Regions from separate parts of the Sus scrofa genome. Here regions 2 and 3 are each linked to region 1. Evidence: chromatin contacts called from public Hi-C and HiChIP or PLAC-seq data. All regions are on one chromosome and are shown on one strand. Each heading gives the region's core, a stretch centred on a gene start, on an enhancer-like site or on the middle of the called end of the contact. The rest is flanking DNA. Distances are from core to core; before and after follow the strand shown. Region 1 holds the start of RBM5 (RNA-binding protein 5). Region 2 holds the start of CDHR4 (cadherin-related family member 4). Region 3 holds the start of RBM6 (RNA-binding protein 6).

What was found. A called contact is a pair of places that touch in the nucleus more often than the background predicts. HiChIP or PLAC-seq counts read pairs in DNA pulled down with a chosen protein or histone mark.
Region 2: a Hi-C map of skeletal muscle shows a contact between it and region 1, with 5 times the contacts expected there. The contact joins the promoter of CDHR4 here to the promoter of RBM5 in region 1. A contact is called at or near these places in 2 of 5 promoter capture datasets (fetal skeletal muscle and liver), 1 of 47 Hi-C or Micro-C datasets (skeletal muscle) and 2 of 2 datasets of contacts at active chromatin or transcription factors (alveolar macrophages and skeletal muscle).
Region 3: an H3K27ac HiChIP or PLAC-seq map of alveolar macrophages shows a contact between it and region 1. The contact joins the promoter of RBM6 here to the promoter of RBM5 in region 1. A contact is called at or near these places in 2 of 5 promoter capture datasets (fetal skeletal muscle and liver), 1 of 47 Hi-C or Micro-C datasets (fetal skeletal muscle) and 2 of 2 datasets of contacts at active chromatin or transcription factors (alveolar macrophages and skeletal muscle).

The regions. Positions count from the first base shown.
Region 1 is chr13:32,578,056-32,582,317 of Sscrofa11.1, forward strand. RBM5 (RNA-binding protein 5) reads left to right here and starts at 1,725. Exons shown (of 25, transcript XM_005669588.3): 1 at 1,725-2,039; 2 at 3,326-3,395. The coding sequence starts at 3,379.
Region 2 is chr13:32,327,280-32,331,541 of Sscrofa11.1, forward strand. It overlaps CDHR4 (cadherin-related family member 4), which reads right to left and starts at 2,251. Exons shown (of 19, transcript XM_003132219.4): 1 at 1,811-2,251; 2 at 1,271-1,455; 3 at 984-1,146; 4 at 814-905; 5 at 217-327. The coding sequence starts at 1,859. It overlaps FAM212A (PAK4-inhibitor INKA1), which reads left to right and starts at 2,593. Exons shown (of 2, transcript XM_003132213.6): 1 at 2,593-3,297; 2 at 4,041-4,262. The coding sequence starts at 3,247. It overlaps UBA7 (ubiquitin-like modifier-activating enzyme 7), which reads right to left. Exons shown (of 25, transcript XR_306784.3): 25 at 3,257-3,359.
Region 3 is chr13:32,443,035-32,447,296 of Sscrofa11.1, forward strand. It overlaps RBM6 (RNA-binding protein 6), which reads left to right and starts at 1,910. Exons shown (of 22, transcript XM_005669583.3): 1 at 1,910-2,107.

The DNA.
Region 1 (4,262 bases), core at 475-2,974:
GCAGATGTGGCTCAGATCCCACATGGCTGTGGCTGTGGCTGTGGCCAGGAGCTGTAGCTCCCATTAGACCTCTAGCCTGGGAACTTCCATATGCCACGGGTTTGGCCCTAAAAAGACAAAAAAAAAAAGAAGACCTCTTGGGGTGGGGGGTGGGGAACAGGAGTTCCAGTGTTGTCACTGCTGTGTCTTGGGTCACAGCCCTTGCATGAGTTTGGTCCCTGGCTTGGGAACTTCTGCATGTCAAGTTTGCCCCACCCCTACCTCCCAAAAAGGACAGTGATAGTGGCTTTGACTAGGTGAAGAGTAGTTGAGGCAGGTAGAAGTGGTCAGGTCCAAGATATATTTTAAAGGTACAGTCCACAGGATTTGCTGACCAATTGGGTGCAAGGAAAAAGGAGTCATGGATGACTCTAAGGTTTTTGTCCTGAGTAACTGGAAGCAGGGAATTGCCACTCACAGTCCAGGGAAGGCTGTGAAGGAGACAAGGTTGGTTTTGGCTGTTAACTTCGAGATGCTCTTAGAAAGAAGACCAAGCAGGAGTTCCCGGTGTGGTGCAGTGGTTAATGAATCCAACTAGGAACCATGAGGTTGCAGGTTCCATCCCTGGCCTTGCTCAGTGGGTTAAGAATCTAGTGTTGCAGTGAGCTGTGGTGTAGGTTGCAGATGCGGCTCAGATCCCACGTTGCTGTAGGCGGGTGGCCATAGCTCCTATTAGACCCCTAGCCTGGGAACTGCCATATGCTGCAGGAGCAGCCCTAGAAAAGGAAAAAGACAAAAAAAAAAAGAAAAAGAAAAAGAAAGAAAGAAAAAAGGAAGGCCAAGTAATAACTCTTAAAATAACCCTGGTATATAACTTCCCTGAGCCCTTGCCTTAGACTAATATTAATGGAATGATATTCTGGACTGCCTTCAAGAATAGTCTTCAGGAGTTCCCGTTGTGGTGCAGCGGAAAGGAATCTGATTAGGAACCATGAGATTTCCGGTCCCATCCCTGGCCTAGCTCAGTGGATTAAGGATCCCGAGTTGCCCTGAGCTGAGGCCTAAGTCGCAGAAGCAGCTCAGATCTGGTGTTGCTATTGTAGGCCGGTGGGTACAGCTCTGATTAGACCCCTAGCCTGGGAACCTCCATATGCTGCGGGTGTGGCCCTTTAAAAGACCAAAAAAAAAAAAAAAAAAAAAAAAAAAAAAAAAGTCGTCTTGAATTTCCCGCGGGACTCAGTGGTAATGAACCCAATAGCATCCATGAGGATGCAGGTTCAATCCCTGGCGTTGCTCAGTGGGTTAAGGTCAGCAGGTTAAGCATATGTTGTCGCCTTGAACTGTGATGTAGGTCGCAGACGGGGGCTCGGATCCCACATTGCTGTGGCTGTGGGGTAGACCAGCAGCTGTAGCTCCGACTGGACCCCTAGCCTGGAAATTTCTCTATGATGCAGGGTGGGGTCCTAAAAAAGAAAAAAAAATCTTAATTTCCATAAACCTCAATTTCCTCACTTGTAAATGGGTTTAATACTCACTTCCTAGGTCATTAAAATAAAAATATATTATTTGTAAAGGTTGTGGCCCAATAATCTAATCTACTTTTCAATGATGCAATAGGCAATCAACCTATGTTCCTTCTCTTAAAGCCAGATTAATCGTGATGGTTTACATCCTATCAGTGAAAGCAAACTGTACTCTCTAAGACCTTTGTAGCCAAGGCAAATAATTACTTTGCCTAATAAAGGTGAGAGTTCTGCAAAAGACAGATTGAGGACTTGGCGGTGGTTTTGAAGAAAGAGAAATACGCAGGAAATTGACACTGGGCGTAGTTAAGTGACAGGCTGCCCTAGCGACCACACTTCCCAGCAGCCCTCGCTCAGCCAAAAACCTTCTGGATTGGACTTCTCCTTAGGAGGCGGGGGAGGAGGGGAAGGGATAGGCGCGAGGTACTGTGGGTAGGAGACGGCCTTCGACGGAGGCGCCATTTTGTGAAGCGGTGGACCCTGCTGCAAATCTGGAGCATAAAACCGCTACTGCTGCTACTTCTGTCTTTCTTGGGGGTAAGTGCGGCATCCACCCGTAATGACTGGAAGTTTCTGCTCTTGGGGTAGACTCTGTAGAGCCTTCCTGTCAGCCGCGGGCGGCGGCCCATCAGCCCCAGCCAGATCTCCCGAAGGGCTACCAGAGGCTTTGGAGGGCCGCGCCCCTCCTCGCCACCAGCGTTGTCAACTTTCAGAGGGCGTTCTGCCGCCCAGTTCGAGGCCCGCTTCTTTCGGGCTTTGAGTGTACCCCTACCGGGACGTGTTTCTGACTCCCCAGCTGAACTGAATCGTCGTCTGTTTCGGGTACTTCTCAGGGGCGCCCTGGTAGTCTCCAGCCGCCATCGCCCCGCAGCTTCGGTGAAAGCTGTTAGGTGAAGGCTGATCTTCGGGCTGGGAATCTCTTGGGGGAAGGCGCGTGTGCAGGCAGGAAGAGAAAGCAGGACGCCTGAGTCGGTCTCGCAGGCCGTGGCGCCGCCATCTCAGCCGCGACACCCCACGGAGGTGGGTCCGGGCACTGCCCAGGCGATCAGGGGCTGCATCAGAGATTATACCCAATGCCTTGTTTCTCCCAGATGGTTCTTTTCCATTTATTAATTCAGCAGATGTTCTTTGAACAGGCGCCAGGGACGGCTGTAACTAGTTTCTCGGACCTTACACACATCGAACGCCGTCTAGCTGTGTGATGTTGTATCACTCCCTGTGCGCCGCGGGGCCAGGCTGGCAGCCTCTGGGGTGGTTATTGTTACCTAGGAATTAAGTCATGTCGAGGTTTGCTCTTGTCTGATTGAAACAGCTTTGGACCAGCCGTTGCGTTATAAATGGAGTAGATTTCAGTCAGCTCAGCATCGGGTTTCTGAAAGATTTTAAGTTTTTTATCAGTAATTTTTAAACTTCATTTTGCTCCTTTTATTAATAAAGATACTTTGATTAATGTTTTAACTACCCGGTTGGAGTTGCCTTGATCCAGAACACAGAGAGCTGATTGCAGCTGTGCCCTTTTTGCATTGTAATCCTAGAGTAGGAGCAGGAAATGAATCTTCTGCTTGCATCATTTTATGGGTTTGTTATGAATATGGAATGTGATATTTTAAAGTATATTTAATCTTTTTATGCTCACTGTTAACAAAACTTTAGCTTGATTTTAATGTTGACAGTTTGTTCCCACCTCCCTCCCCACCCCCAACCTTAAATAATTACTGGTAAGGGTTTGATGACATTCCAATCTCAGTAGTGTCCCAGTTTATGGAACAGTTGACTTAAGTAATCTCTCAGATTTGCAGCAACCAATCTTTCTTGTCTCCTAGAAAAAACAAAATTTGAACCTTTTGGAGCAGTGTGCTAGATCTTCAGTAGGACAATGGGTTCAGACAAACGGTAAGTTATTACTGTACATGCCTTTGATCTCAACATTTCAGTAGGGACTGAAATATTTGTTAAAAATTGTTTATCAAACAAATATTTGAGTGTCTTTTGTGTCAGGCATTGCTGTGAGCATTTTCATACTTGCTCTCACAAGCACACAGTTTAATTAGAGATTAAAATACTGAGTGAACTGTGCTGTGACAAAAGAAGTTGAGGGTGCTGTTAGAACACTTAGGGAAAATTTCCTGGAGAAAGTATTCTCAATGGTGATGACTGAAGGGTAACAAAGAACTGGGCAAAGAAGGGCAGGGTGAAGTAGTCACTGAGGGTTCCCAGTGTGGGTAACGGCCAATGGTAGAAGCTAGGAGATCATACATTCTGGCACTTTGCACAGTACCTAGCTGTAGAAAGCAATCAGTGACTGCCAGTTTTCACCTCCATGATAAGATGGTCCAGATTATAGAGCTGAGAAGCTTTGGACCATGGATTACATTTTTAAAAAGAAAGAAAAACTGCTAAAGAATTAGTAGAAAATTAAGATGAGAGCATTAGGCTGCTGTGTCATCTGTAGATTCTCTCACTCAAAGCTCAAAGCATTTGATTTAAACACACAACCTTTACTTATTCAGCCAGCTACCTTCTTAATATTGAGTTCAGTCCCAGTGAGCGATCAAATTGATGGTCCATTGAGACTCAGGAAAATGTTCATGGCATATGATATCATTGTTTTAATGCTTTGTCAGTAGTTGGTGGTTCCAAATAAATTTAACATTTCCGTTTTAGGGTCTTTTAGCCACATATTGCATATGATGGAATTGTCCTAGACTACTTGTTTCATTCATTTCTTTTTATTAAATGTGTTTACTCTAAATGAGGCCT
Region 2 (4,262 bases), core at 1,001-3,500, 250 kb before region 1:
GCTTCTGAAGCCAGGGATCCCTCTTTTTTCTAGAACCCCAGAGCCCAGCACAGAACCAGGCTAAGGCGGGAGGACAGCCAGCATGGGGCAGCAGGTGCAGGTGTGGGATATGTCTGGGAGGCAGAGGCCAGGAACAAACAAACCTCCAGCGGGTGGTGACTCTGCCCTTTTTATGGCCCAATTCATGGATATCTCCAGGTCCCAAGTCATGCTCACCTTTAAAGCCTGGCCTCTGAGGCCCTGGGATGGTGACCGCAGCCAACCCTGCCCATCAATGGAGAAAGGTCCAGGAAAGTATGGAGGGTCCTGGGCACTGGTGATGCTCATCTGACAGGAGAGAGATCCTGGAGGCCCCATTCCCAGTCCCCAGCCCCCACAAGCATCCCTGTCAAAATCCCCCAACAACTCAGCAGGTACTTGCCTGCACTCAACTCTCTACCTTGACACAGACACTTCCTCTAACCTGGGCTCCCCCTGGACCTGATCCTCAGTCCTCTCTTTTAAACCAATTATGTTGTTTTTTCTTTGGATTACAAAAATGATACAGAATTTTCATGGAGAATTCAAAACACACAGAGAACTTTTAAAGAACTCAGTCCCTGAGATGTCCCTATAGGAACAGCCATAATCACTGGGGTGGGGTGGGGATGGGCAACCCTCAGAGGCTCTCTCCAAAGGACATGCATCATGCAGAGACTCAGCTGTAAACTAGAGTCCCCCTGCAGGCTATGCTTGGCCAGACAGGGGCTGGGCTTGGTCTCCCCATCCCTCCTCCATCCTGCCCTCCCACTACTACCCATGTGCAGGGCTTACCTGGGCTCCCTGGAATTCCAGGCCTGGGAGCAGCAGAGTGTACAGCAGGGCCCCAGGTGTAACTGTTTCTGGCACCTGAATGATTTCCCCAGCTGGCCAGAGGGGAGGTCAAGGAGGCTCTGCTTAGGCCATGCCTGCCCATACCCCCTTTCTGCTGCCCCTGGTCTCACCTGGGCTGGCAAATCGACCAGCACACTGGATGTGGCCAGGGTCCCGCTGAATATCCACAAAGAGTGGTCCTTCCATCACATGTTTGCCACATGTGAACTTCAGCTGCAGCTCATAGTGGTTCACTGTCAGGGCATCCAGCCGGGCCATGCTGCTCAAGGTCATCTGCAGCAGGTGGGCAGTGCCATATGGGACCTAGGTTCTCCATTCCCCTATACTACCGCTGGCTTAATGAATTTAGTGTCCACCTTTATTTCCCCAATGTCCCCAGCTGTGCCCGTGACCCTACCTTGCCCACATAGATCCCCTGCCACCTGGTGAGGCTGGGTGGGTTGAAGAAGGTGGTGGGTGGCTTCACATGGAGCAACTCCAGGGTGGGTGTGTGTAAAGAGCAGTTGAAGGAGAAAGAGTGAAGGATGGTGCCAGGTCCCTGGCTCTCAGAGACATTTATGAACCAGGGCAGGCAGTGATGATCTGTGAGGAAGAGACAATTCAGGCTGGAGGCTCTCCATGTTCAAGCAACCATATACACAAGCAGAGTCCTTCCCTTCTGCCTTAGGGCCTAGCCACATCTTGGGGACAAGCAGAAGTCTTTCCTTGTCTCTCACATCTAACCACAAGTCAGATCATTTCACAGACTAGGAGTGAGAACTTGGTTGAAGAAGAAGCAAAGATAAGGAATGAGGGCCAGAGGTTCAGATCTTTGTCCTTTCCTGGCTTCCTTCCCCCAGCCCCTGCCCTCCATGGGAGCTTATCTGAAAGGGGTCAGGACTCCACTGTGGAGTGAGGGAGGTGAGAACTAAAGTCCCCCTACCCACCAGCTCCTCACCAGAGACAACCAGAGCAAGAAGAAGCACCAGGGACCTGAGCAGCACCATAGCGGCCTGAAGATACAGACAGCAGAGGAGACTCCAGAAAGACAGACGTGTTTTTCAGGCCTGCCCCGTTGCCAGGTCAGTTGCTCAAACACAGCTGAGCAGGCGGTACTCCTGGGCCTCCAAGATTCTAGCCCCACCCATCCCTGGTGACTGAGTTCTAGACTCTACAGGCATCAAGAGGTCTGGAAATACCCATTTTTTTCACTGCTCCCAATGAATTCCCCAATTTATTACTACAATTTTGAAACAGACGTGAGAGAAGAATCAAGTTTCAGATGGGGAAACTGAGGCTCAAGGAAGTCTTGGTCACACAGTTCTTGGAGACAGAGTAAGCACAGGACCCAGGAAAACTGGGCCCAGGACCTGCTACCCCATAGCGTCTGAACTCTAGCTTCCCCCCCCATTAGAATATCACCTGCCTATAAAATCTGAGCCCAACCATCAACAAAATCTCTCAAAAGCTGTCTACATTCAACAAACAAAAGGTATCCTTGGCAATAGAAGCAAAAATAGTGGTTACTTTGGGGGACATCAACTGGAGGGGGCAAAAAGTGGCCTCCTGCCCTTACTCTCAGTGTGTATGTGGTGCCAAGCAGAGGGAACGTGAGTGTCGCGGCAGGAAGAGCAGATAACCGCGCGCTGCCCACTAGAGGGCAGCCCCGCCTAGCTTCGTACAGACGCGGGGGCTGGGCCTGGGCTCCGGCTGCTACTCCGTGGGGGCGGTGAGGTTCCGCGCTCCCGGAGTCATCCAAAGGGCCGAACCCCTTCCTGACTTCTAAGGACTGTCGAAGCCAGCCCCATGAACAGATTGAGTGGGTCAGGCCCCAAGTGGGCCACAGCACTGTCGGATGCGACTACTGGGGGCGCTCTAGCCGCGTGAGGGCGCAGCCACGGAACCCGCGCGCTGCAGGGGCCCCTGTGGGAGGGACCGCAATTCTAACCCGGGAAAAATGGAGAAGCTGAGGCTACCTCAGGGAAGCGGCTTGTCCTGAGTCTTGCAACGAATTCGGAGTCAGCTCAACCGCCCAGGACTTCGAGGACTCGGAAGCAGGACACTGCCCAGCTCTCGGCCCCTGTTCAGCCCCTCCCCCCCAGGGCTGTTGCGGAGTGGGTAGTGGGCGTCGGGTTTCCCACCCAGCTGGACCCAGGGGGCGGGGCCACATCAGCCCCGTCCCAGCCCCATTGGCTGCGGCGCCAAGGGGCGGGGCGGGGCTGCCAGATGTTGGGGCGGTGGCTGCTGCTGCGGCGGGAGCTACGGAGAGGGAGGAGCCGCTGAGCCTGGCGGAGGGCAAGGGCTCCGCTGGCCGGCCTTCCCGGCCCTCACCGCACCGCTCCTGCTGGAGTTCGAAGAGCAACTGGCAGGCCTGGCGGGGGCTCCGGCACGGGCATGCACAGCACTCGGCTTGACAGCTTTCTTGGCCAGCTCCGCTGGGAACTGGTGAGGCTTGGGAGCGGGTGTGGCTCGCTAAGACGCTTGTGGGGTGCTCGGCTGCAGTCCGGCTGGAACGACACATGGGTGGGGGGCTGTCCCGAGTGCCCATCCAAGGCAGAATGGGGGCGGGGCGGCGCAGATGGCCCACGTCGGGTTTCAGATGGTTGAGAGCTGCGCTGGGCATCAAGTAACAACCACCCAGCTGGCTGTGCTGTGCGCGGCAGAGGAAGTTGGGGGCGGGGGTGGAGGGAGAAACTTATTTGGGGCGGATGGGGGGGGAGGGCTGCGAGGGACTAAAGTGGTGCCGGTGCTGCTGTGAAAGCTTAATCCAGGCTGGCCTGTACCTCTGTCCTCTGCACCCCACCTGGCACGTGGTCTATCCTCTGAAAGACGTTGCGGGCTTTGGGGAGCCAAATCCCTAAAGAGGCATGGAGTGCCCCCCCCAGCCCTGAGCAGTCCTACTTCCCGATGTAGGCCCACAACACTGCCTCCCGCCCCGATGGCGGGTACCAACTTGCCCAGCTCAGCGTGCTGCAGCCTGCCAGACTGCCACCGGGTCCGCCAATGGAAGCCACATGAGCTTCATGTGCCAGCACCCCATGCCGGCCTTGTGCCCACTAGGGGCCTTGCTGCCTAGGCCTGCAGGCCTATCCAGCTCTCCTAGGCCTTCTGTTTTGGCATAGAACTGGCCAGGCAGGCAGGCATGAGAAGCACTGCCCCTCCGACTTCTGCCCTCTCTTCCTCCACAGCTGTGTGGCCGGGACACAGGCTCATCCCCCATGCCTGGCCCCCTTCCACCACCCCCCAAACCCGATCCAGGCGTGCGGCCCAAGCACCGGCTCAGGGTCTCAGATTCAGATGCCTTGGAAGAGGACTCAGTCTGTGGTGTGGAGGAAGAGGAGGAAGACGCTATGGTGACAGGAGACAGGGGTGCAGCCTTGGGAGGCCCCAGGGAGCATGCCCTGGACTGG
Region 3 (4,262 bases), core at 660-3,159, 130 kb before region 1:
AAAAATAATAAGTTTCTTAACTTTACTTACCTCTTTAGAGGATAAAGTACTATCTGATAAATGAGAAATCCACCAATAATGACCCAGTTTGGGAAGCAAAGTCAAAGTGCCAAAGTTCTGTGTAGATGCTCCTCCTCTTCTGTGAAATCTCAAAGATGGTGTGTCCCAGGGCTCAGGGCTGGAACTCTGCTCTTCTGTCCATGCTCACTCCTTCATACCCTAGGTCATCTCATCCAGGCCTTTGGCTTTTTAAATTTTTTTATTTATTGGTCACACCTGTGGCATGTAGAAGTTCCAGGATCGAACCTGAGCCACAGCTGTAACCAGAGCTATAGCAGTGACAAGGCTGGACCCTTAACCTGCTGAGCCACGTGGGAACTCCAGGCCTATGGTTCTAAATACCAGCACCAGTGATATGTTGATGCCTCCCAGAATTGCATCTCTAACCCTGACCTTTACTTGAACTCTAACGTAACCAACTGCCAACTCCACATCTCATCTCATAGGCATCAGAAATAACCTACGCAAAACTGAGCTCCTGCTGCTTCTAACAAAATTGCTTGTCCCATATTCTTCCCTCTTTCCCCTCATCCCAGTCCATGTCTCCTGTTGCCACTGTGACCACAAGGGTAAAAGTCCTTCTGTGCTTGTATTACTGCAGCAGTCTCCTAACCAGCTACCCTGCTTTTTCCTTGTCCACCTTCAGCCAATTCTCCACAAAGCAGCAAGAGTGATCCTGTTTACAGGGAAGCTGTGATATTATTCTGTTCAGAGCCCTTCAAACAGCTTTCCATCTCCCTCCTTACAGAAACAACTCATTTTAGCAGAGACTGCTTATTTCATTTGTTTGGCTTTAGTAACTGCTCCCACTCCCATCTCCACTACAGCAGCAGAGTTTATCAGCTTTGTTCAAGTTCCTATATCTCCAGCACCTGATACAGTGCCTGGCACACAACAGATGCTTCGTACAGTTCTTGACTGAAAGAATGACTTCCAAACAAGATGCCTGAAAAAATGAAAAGGTAACTTAATCCAACAATCTCTTTTCTCTACAGTTAAGTCTTTATTTTAGAATGATTTACAGCTTTTCTTGCGGCAGACTTATTTGACCCTATGATGTTGAATTTAGGCTGAGGGTCCAGTAACAGAGATACCAGGTGGCTGGAACCAGCAAGCATTTTCAACAAAGTAGACAATCCACCTAGAAGCATGGAGCAGCTGGCCATTTGAAAAACATTAGCTGTGAGCTGCAAGATACCTTCTAGTTCCTCTGTGATTTTGCACAAGTCACCACTGGCCATACTGCCCAAGAGCTATCCAGGCCCTGTGGAAACTGAGTGGATTTTCCTTCATAGATACAGCTACTGAAACTTTAACATGGATGATACCCACCTGGTATTCTTGAGCTGGGGATGCCTAACTTGGAAACCCATCAGAAGAAGGGGACGAGCCTCCCTGACTACTGCTTTTCTATCCTATCACTCGCACCTATGCTTGGATCTTGGGCAATAGGACTACACTCCAGGATTAAGAGGATGAGGAGCAAGGCTCCTGTGTGGGCCAAAAGCCCCCGCCCCGGAAGGCTTAGGATGGAGTAGGCTCCCTTCCGTTTCCTTAATACTAACGGAAAATAAGGCGTTTTCAAGGTTGGCAGACCAGGGCCGTATCCGCGTTCTGGCGGGGAGCAAAGCTGGACAAGGCCAACCCACCACAAAATACGCGTGCTGCTCAACTCCAGAGAGCGTAAGGAGACAGCCCGCCGCGGGCTACACTACAAACCATAACCCCCAGCAGCCCCAGTGGACTGGAGGCAGGAAAGCGCGACCTCCCATTGGACACCGGCAAGAGCGTGCCCTTACGCCCCACCCCGCGCAGGCAAGGACACCTCCCCTGCCCCGCCCCCTGCCCCCCGCGCGGGGCACGGCGGGAGTGGAGTCGGCGCGACCAGCAGCTGTACTCCATCTCCCGGCGGGCAGAGCGCTGAAGGCGGCGGCGCCTTTGTGGAGGCAGCGGCCCGGCTCCGAGGAAGTTCCAGTCTCCGCGACGCTGGGTCGGTGGCGGCGGCTGAGGATTAGGAGGAGCGGGCCGCGGAGGCCGCGCTGCCTCGGTAAGGGCTTGGGGCAGTAGAGAGGGCGTGCCAGAGCCTACGGGGAGGGAGCCGGCCTGCCAGGCCGCTCTGGACGTCGCGGGCCCGCGCGGCCTGGAAGCTGCGGCTTCGGTGTCGCGGGGCGGCCGCGGCCTCGCCAGGAAGAAGAGAGCCAAGTGGCGGTGTGGTGAGGGAGGCGCCGCCCACGGGAGGAACGCCCCGGAACGGTCGCGGGCCCGGGGCGGAGCGGCGCGTCGGTAGAATTACCGGTCCTGTCTCGGGGCGGCCAGCTGCGGGGTCTGGGGCAGGCGCGTGGGTCCCGTTCGGTGCTCTCAGTCTGTGGAGCTGCAGGCGGCCCTATCTTTCTCTTTTTCCCTGCTTTTGGAGGAATCCGATCCAGTTTTGAGGCATCGCTCGAGAAGGAGCCTTTCTTGCCCCTAGCACGTAACCTTAACCCTACCTGGATAGACACGAATGGGTTCAGCTAGGCCACAGAGCGCGAGAGTTCGCTGCCCAGCGCGCGGGGCTGTAGAACCTGGAGGCTGGGGAGTGGTCTGGTGGGTCCTGTGCCCGTTGGTCGAATGTGGGAGGAGAGGGGTGTTTTCTCGTATTTACTCTTTAAATTGCTTTTGGCATTGTAAATCCGTTTTTCTGTAAACTTTAGAATTGACGTTGTGCTACTGAGCTCAACTCTGGGTGTGCATTTTTTAGAAAAGGCCTCGTTTTGTAGGGTACATAAACTGTAAGGGTAATTGTGTTTTTGCATATTCCAGGTTTGCATGTGAAGGTCAGAGTTTCGGGATCTAGGTGGAGTTCTGTAGACTGATGCACCTGGTCACCTGATTTATTTTCTGAACTCTGGATTGTGCCCTAGGTTTGTTAGTTTTCAGTTTCCTGTTGAGTAGTGCCACCAGTGTGAATGGTTTAATAATGTAAACATTAGCAAGCTTGTGAGGACTATAGGGAGCAGTATCAAGAACTGATAAGGGTGGGACTGGCAATGTCTAAAGTTAACTAATGATGTGTTACGGTTTTGGTGAAACACAAAAATTGGATCTGAACATTGCCTGACTAACTAGCATCTAACTAGGCACCTAACTTATAGGATAGGTACTAGGTCTCTGTTTCTGCACATCTTTAGCACCCTTCTTTATAGAACTCTGTTATCAGAGTTGGATTTACTTTAGGAGCCTAGTTTTAGTTTTTTTTTTTTTTTTGCTTTTTAGGGCTGCACCTGCTGCATATGGAAGTTCCCAGGCTAGGGGTCCAATCAGCTACAGCTGCCGGCTTACACCATAGCCACAGCAACTTGGGATCCAAACTACATCTGTGATCTACACCACAGCTCACCGAAAGGCTGAATCCCTGACCCACTGAGCAAGGCCAGGGATGGAACCTGCATCCTCATGGATACTAGCAGGATTTGTTTCTGCTGTGCCACAATGGGAACTCCCAGGAGCCTAGTTTTTTGTACTTTCATAGGAGAATTGTCAATGGAGAGGTTACTAAGTGAACTCTCCAGTCTTATTAAGGGTACATGAGCAAGGTTATACTTTTCTGCCAGTGTTTAAATGGATAAACTGATATGTTAATAATCTGATTCAGAGTTGTATTAAGATTAAAGCTCTTGGAAAGTTTTGAAATTTTAAAGATCAAAAATCCTGGACTCTTTTAGCTGTATACCAAGTACTTTGAATTAATTTTTTTTTTTTTTGATCTTTTTGCCATTTCTTGGGCCGCTCCCTCGGCATATGGACGTTCCCAGGCTAGGGGTCGAATTGAAGCTTTAGCCACTGGCCTGCACCAGAGCCACAGCAACGTGGGATCCGAGCCGCGTCTGCGACCTACACCACAGCTCACGGCAACGCCGGATCCTTAACCCACTGAGCAAGGCCAGGAATGGAACCCGATACCTCATGGTTCCTAGTCGGATTCATTAACCACTGAGCCATGACCGGAACTCCCAGAATTAATTTTTTTTTTGTCTCTTCATCTTTTTAGGGCTGCACCCTCGACGAATGGAGGTTCCTAGGCTAGGGATCCAATCGGAGCTGTAGCCGCCAGCCTATACCAGAGCCACAGCAACTCTGGGATCTGAGCCTCCTCTGCAACCCACACCACAGCTCACTGCAATGCTGGATCTCTAACCCACTAAGCGAGGCTAGGGATGGAACCT